Linked DNA regions of Mus musculus: region 2 is linked to region 1. The links are chromatin contacts, called in public promoter capture Hi-C maps. All regions are on one chromosome and are shown on one strand. Each heading gives the region's core, a stretch centred on a gene start, on an enhancer-like site or on the middle of the called end of the contact. The rest is flanking DNA. Distances are from core to core; before and after follow the strand shown. Region 1 holds the start of Nup160 (nucleoporin 160). Region 2 holds the start of Harbi1 (harbinger transposase derived 1).

Evidence for each region. Promoter capture Hi-C pulls out the DNA fragments that hold promoters and counts their contacts.
Region 2: a contact with region 1 is called in a promoter capture Hi-C map of pre-B cells, with 4 times the contacts expected there. The contact joins the promoter of Harbi1 here to the promoter of Nup160 in region 1. A contact is called at or near these places in 2 of 39 promoter capture datasets (erythroid cells and pre-B cells).

Annotation. Positions count from the first base shown.
Region 1 is chr2:90,675,845-90,678,799 of GRCm38.p6, reverse strand. It overlaps Nup160 (nucleoporin 160), which reads right to left and starts at 1,585. Exons shown (of 37, transcript NM_021512.2): 1 at 1,330-1,585.
Region 2 is chr2:91,709,442-91,712,529 of GRCm38.p6, reverse strand. It overlaps Harbi1 (harbinger transposase derived 1), which reads right to left and starts at 1,678. Exons shown (of 3, transcript NM_178724.5): 1 at 1,279-1,678; 2 at 1-450. The coding sequence starts at 334. Atg13 (autophagy related 13) reads left to right here and starts at 1,938. Exons shown (of 17, transcript NM_001355419.1): 1 at 1,938-2,283.

The DNA.
Region 1 (2,955 bases), core at 336-2,835:
GTTGAATTAAATATTAATGCCCCAACCTTCTTGAAGTTATCGAAAATACAGTACAGTTTGCAAACGTGCAAGGAATTGTTTGTGAATTTCTTTCTGGGATCGGTCAGTATTCTCTGGAGGTTGAAGATTGATCATTCAGAGCCAGTTTGGGGCTACATAGTGAGACTTTGTAAATGAATGAGTAAATAAATTAAACTACAACTTCAGGCTTACAGCTGAACATGTTCGTTGGCAACTCCATCAGAATCACAACATTGCGAAGTTCCATAATTCTGCCCCAGCAATTGCATTTCCCTTGACCATTTATTGCCTTAATGACTATTTCGTGATTGTCACTGCCCACACCTCTCTTCAGATGCACCAGAAGAGGGCGCTAGATTTCATTACGGATGGTTGTGAGCCACCATGTGGTTGCTGGGATTTGAACTCAGGACCTTGGGAAGAGCAGTCGGTGCTCTTAACCGCTGAGCCATGTCTCCAGCCCTCACCCCCACTCATTCTTAGCTTACTCTGAAGTCGGCCGAGTGGGCATAGTGGCACACTGACAGCAGCTTTTGGAAGCAAGTAGATCAGGAGTTCAAGATTATCCTCCAATTTATGTCAAGATCAAGGCCAGCCTGAGGCTGCCTAAAACCCTGGCTCAAATCAAACAAAAAGCAGCTTTTAATCCCAGCACTCAGGAGGCAGAGGTAGGTGGGTTTCTGTGAGTTAAAGGCCAGCCTGCATTACAGAGTGAGTTCCAGGACAACCAGGGCAACAGAAACTGTCTTGACGTCCCCATTCCTCACAAAAGAAGACAACTTGCCCTGCAACCATATTTTCCTACCAGCAATTATAGCCTTATGCTTCTGTTTCTGTACATTGAACTGTGTCTGAACTTATAGAGAGACACCCTCCCTACCTTGACCTTCGGTCTATTCCTCATTTTAGCATCTTTAATTTTTCCATTTTTACTAAATTACTCCTCTAAATCTCACTAAGATAAAGTCTCCCCTAGAGCCCTGCTAACCCCTGTCCTTCTGTACTTGGCAAAAAGGGAGTTATGTCTGCACTCAGTGGATGCATCTCAGTGGATCAAGATGAAGCCTAAGGTCCTGGTCCCTTGCTTCCATCTAGGTCCATCCTGGTCAATTTCAGTTCAGTTTTCTCTGCCTAATCCTGCTTTCTTCACTCCCCTAGCAATGCTGTTCTGTGAGCACACTGTGTGCTCCTTCCTGTGTGTAAATCTCTGCTTCAGAGACTTTTTTTTTGAGAGGGAAGCTCACACACACACACACACACACACACACACACACACACAATTTAAAAAATATTTTTTTAAAAGATTACCTGTTGTGCGGCTTGGTGGCACACATCTTGAACCCCAGCACACAGGAGGCAAATGCAGGTAGATCTCTGAATTTAAGGCCAGCCTGGTCTAGGTGAATGAGATATGTTTTGGGGAACTTGTTGTTAGTGTCATTTCCCCCACATATTCAAAATCTCTATCAAGGCAGAAAGAATGCAAGATGAACGGGAAGGTGTGCTGTAACGACACTGCCTCCTGGACACAGCATGGTGGCTGCTCTCGTGAGATCATAACTGTGGTTACCTACACAAAAGACAGGGCCTGTCAACATTCCGTGGTGGGGGTTGGACTTTGAGGCCCCATCGCTCCCCGAGGAGCCGTAGGTAAAGTCAGTGGCTGCTGTGAGGGAGGAGTAATTTTCTCCAGTGGTGTATTTGCTGGTTAGTTGCCGGTGCTCCTATAAATAAGACTCCCTCCCATGCTCATTCAAGCAACTCTAATTAAACCCAGTGGGTCACAGATAGAAAAGACATGAAAGTGGAAGAGGAACTAGTTGGGAAGAAGGGCAAAGGAGGGTGATGGGGGGTCCATGATGAAGCTGGGAATAGTGGCCCACACCTGTCATCCTGGGTGCTTGGAGGGTGGAGGCATTCTAGGCTAGTCTCAGCAACATAGTAAGTGTGAGGCCTGCCTAGGTTACATCAAACCCTGTCTCACAGACGTAGGCAGAAGATTTTATTAGAGTGTGTGTTTGCTTTTTTATTAATGTTATTATTCATTTTACAAATGATGGACATCATATGACATTTTCATACATGTACTTTAGCCTACTTTGTTCACATTCACCTGTTAGCAAATCTTGTCCTCCCTTTCCCTCTTACTGTTCCCCTTCCTCTTCCCAAATAATAGTCCTCCCCTCCCCTTTTATGTCATGTATACATATATTTAAATCTAGATTTTGCATTTTTGTGCCTTCCTTTATTAATAATAATGATGATCCCCAACGTAACCATTTTCATTCAAACGATATGATTTTCTTCTTGTTTATGGCTGAATAGAACTTGAGATGTGATGTTTTCCAAGCTTCAAGCTGTCTTTGACCTTTGGTTCATGTTACAGTAAATTCAAGGTGAATTGCAGTAAGTTAACAGTAACACTTTACATTGCCCGAACTTAGTGACTTTTTTTGGGTGGTAATTCGATGGAAATTATTGAATTATTCAGTGGAATAATTTCTTTCAGTGGAAATTAGTGTTATTTTTCAGTGAGCACTTTCAATGTAATTACTTTATTTCGGGGGTTCCAGGAATGTGGTTTCCTGTCATTTGGCCAGTGACTTTCAAAAGTGATAATAGCAATGACTTGAGATCTAGCCACAGTGCAAAGGGCTTATTATTTTTTTCTATTTCTCTAGATTTTTAAATATTGGTTTTTATCTTCATGCTGTTCTATTAATCATAGTAAGTAGCTTTCCAGTTCCTGGAAGCATATTGGTTTGTCCCACACTTATTTTTTCAGTCTTGATTGCATGTTGGGCACTGGGTTATAATGATCCCCCAAAATAGGCTAAGCAGCCAGATACCTTGTCTTTCTTGTGTTTCGAGACAGGGTTTCTCTGTGTAGCCCTGGCTGTTCTGTAACTCCCTCAGTAGACCAGGCTGGCCTCG
Region 2 (3,088 bases), core at 429-2,928, 1.0 Mb before region 1:
CAAGGGCTTCAGTGACATTTGCAACGCAGCGACTCATAGAGGCCTGGCTAATTCCAATTGCATCTCCCATCCGAGTCTGGAAGGACCCTGAGGTATAAAACCCTAATGCTGCCAGGATCTGTGTCTCAGGGCTAATAGCCCTAGATCTCTGAGTAGGCCGAGAAAGGCTTGCCCCCAAGAGTTCCACTAAGAAGTATATGAATTGTCGGGGGAATCCATACATGGACATCAAGTATTCGTCAGTCACATCATCCAGCTTAAAACGGTCCAAGGTCCGGTGACCTCGGCCATACAGCAAGAGATCACAGTCAAGCACTGTTATTGGAATAGCCATTGCTAATGTGGAGGTCCTCTTCTATCTGCTTTTCCCGAATTTTTCCCAGCGCAGTAAGTATCAGAATTCAACAGCTAACCATCAGTTAAATGGCTCTGACATTTATAATCTTCTTTCTGTAAATGTTAATTAAAAGAAAAAAATAATTAGAAACGTGATCCAAACCATACCAAATGACTCAAAACCTACACCTTTTTCAGCCATTCACTTGTTAACTCTAGATTTATCTCCACTGACTCACTATTGTATGACAAACTTGATCTAATTTGCAGACAATAAGAGTTCAATCCCAGTGGCTCATCTACTGCCTGGCATTTCAACTGAGAACAACACATGAGAACAAACAATTTACAAGGTAAAAGAGGTCTGTGGCAACCAGGAGACAGCTGACAAGTTGAAAACACCTTAAGGGTTACTCAGAGGTTTGTTTTGCAAAGCCCTATGGCTCCACAGATGAGGGAGTGCTCAAACCAGTCCAACTAGAGATGTAGAACAAAGGGGGGGTGGGGGGGGGGGAGAAAGGAAGAAAGACAGTCTGTGGCCCTGCCTGGGGACCTACACTGTCTGCTGTAACAGGCTTTCCCTTCATCTCAAGAGACCCAAATCCCGAAGCTTTAGGCTAGAAAGGAAGGAAGAGTATAAAAGGAAGGAAAGGAGGAAAAAGCTAAGTGAACCAGGTAGGTCTGGAACACCGAGGCCACTTTTCAACCCGCTTTCAAAACAGTATTAAGGGACAAAGATGGCTCCGAGGGCACAGGGTTTGCCTGTGAAGCCTGGTGAAATAAATTAGTTGGCTATCTGAGATCCATATGGTGGAAAGAAAGAATCGTCCAACACCCTTGCCACATCACGCCCGCCTCCAAAACATAAATGTATTTAAAAAGTTTATTCCTTTAAAAGCCGTGTAAGTAAAGATGCCCCAGCCAGGAATGGGCTCACTGTACTTGGGAAGTGTAGACCAGAAGATCATGTGCGAGGCAAGCGTGGACTACGAGCACCAGTCAAAACAAAGTAAAACAAAACAAAAAGCTCCTAAGGCTGGTCCAGCCTGTAATGTTAGCATTCTGGAAACTGGGTAGCATCGCCGCGTGCTCCATGCCTGCTGGAGCTACATTACGTTCAAAGCTAACCTGAGTTACACAGCGAGACCTTGTCTCAAAAATAGTAAGATAACCAAAGTCTGGCTGCTCGACCCAGAATAACCGAACGCTGATCGCCACCTTTCCGTAGCTACCGGATTAACCGGAGCACTCTCCACCCTCGGGGCCGAAGAAGGCCCGCCTCCGGAACCCACGGCCGCACACAAGCCGCCACGGTGCGCAACAGCCGCACCTCCCCTTCCGCGTCAGCGCCCGCCCCACGCCGCGTCATCAGCACCTCGGCCACCGCGGCCTGCGCTTCGCTTCCGTACATTCTACACGAAGCCCAGTCTCCAACTCCCTAAATTCCTTCCCAAACCCTTTTTTTTCTCCTAAAAGGCTTTAAAATTAATCATATGATTTATTTCTGGAAATAAGCCGCCTTTCTTGAAGACTCTGATGTACAGAAATATTAAATAGGTCGTTTGTGGTGTAGCGAAAGTGCAGCTGAATTTAGGCAGCTGCATTTCCTCCGTAGCGCTCTACCTCCCCACCGCCTGCACTGAAGCGGATGAAAACAAACACTAAGGATGGCGGCGCCGGGCAGCGACTGGTTGCTGGCTTAGGGCGGGAGAGATCGTTTGACGTGTGAAGGGGAAGCTCTGAGAAAAACCAGTCCACACCAGTCCGACAGCTTTTTCAGTTCTGGGATCCCGGAGCCTCGTTAGCGTGAGATATCTCTCTGCGACCTGTGCTGTCACTACCGCCCGGGAGCGCGGAACCCTCTGCTGGGAGGTGCAGTTGGCCGGCCCCAGGCCCCGGCCTCCGGAATGAGAGCCCGGAGCCACTCTCTGTGCCGTAGCTTCGCAGGTACTCACTTTTGAGGGTAATAACCCCCGGATCTTTCAGCGCCCCCGAGTGGGAGGTCACTGATCTGTGTTCCCTTGGCCACCACCTTGGGGACGCCCAAGCCAAGCAACCGAGGTTCAGTTCCATAATCCCCTGATTATGTTTTCTACGAGAAGTTGGGTTGGTGTAGACCCTGTTGGCTCTTGAGGCGTCCCAACCGTTACAGACATCCCCCGAAATTTTCTTGCTACTTTATTGTCTCTTTGAGTTATGTCAAAAAGATCTATTGGAGAACATTTGTAGGGCCGTAACTCCGGTGTTGGGTATCAAGGTAGGTTAGGTAAGTTTTCAGTCAATCAAAAAAAATTTTTAATGCCAAGTATGAAGTCCTCCTGTAAGTGAGGGTGACTTGACTAGTGAAAAAGGGGACTATGTTCTTACTGGCAGTGGAATAACCTGCGAAAACCTATTCTCATTAAATCTCTGAATTAAGTGGCTAAGCACCTTCTTGGGTTGTAAATCTCTCATTCACTTTTTTCCTAGTTAATCTGCTCAATCTATCCTCAAGGTAACATTCCTTTGTTGGCTCCCCCCTCCCCACTTCGGTGGTAGCCCGTAGCCCAGGTTGGCCTTAAACTCCTGTGCTTCAGTTATCTTCTTCACTCAGCCTCCTGAGGAGCTGAGAATACCGACGCAGGCTGTCACAGGCCTAGGTTGGGATAGTTGGAAACAGGGTTCACCTATGCAGCCAGGGTTTGTTTGCCTTGAGTTACTGATCCTCCTTTCCCGGCATCGTAAGTGTTGAGATTATCTAGCATATACCATC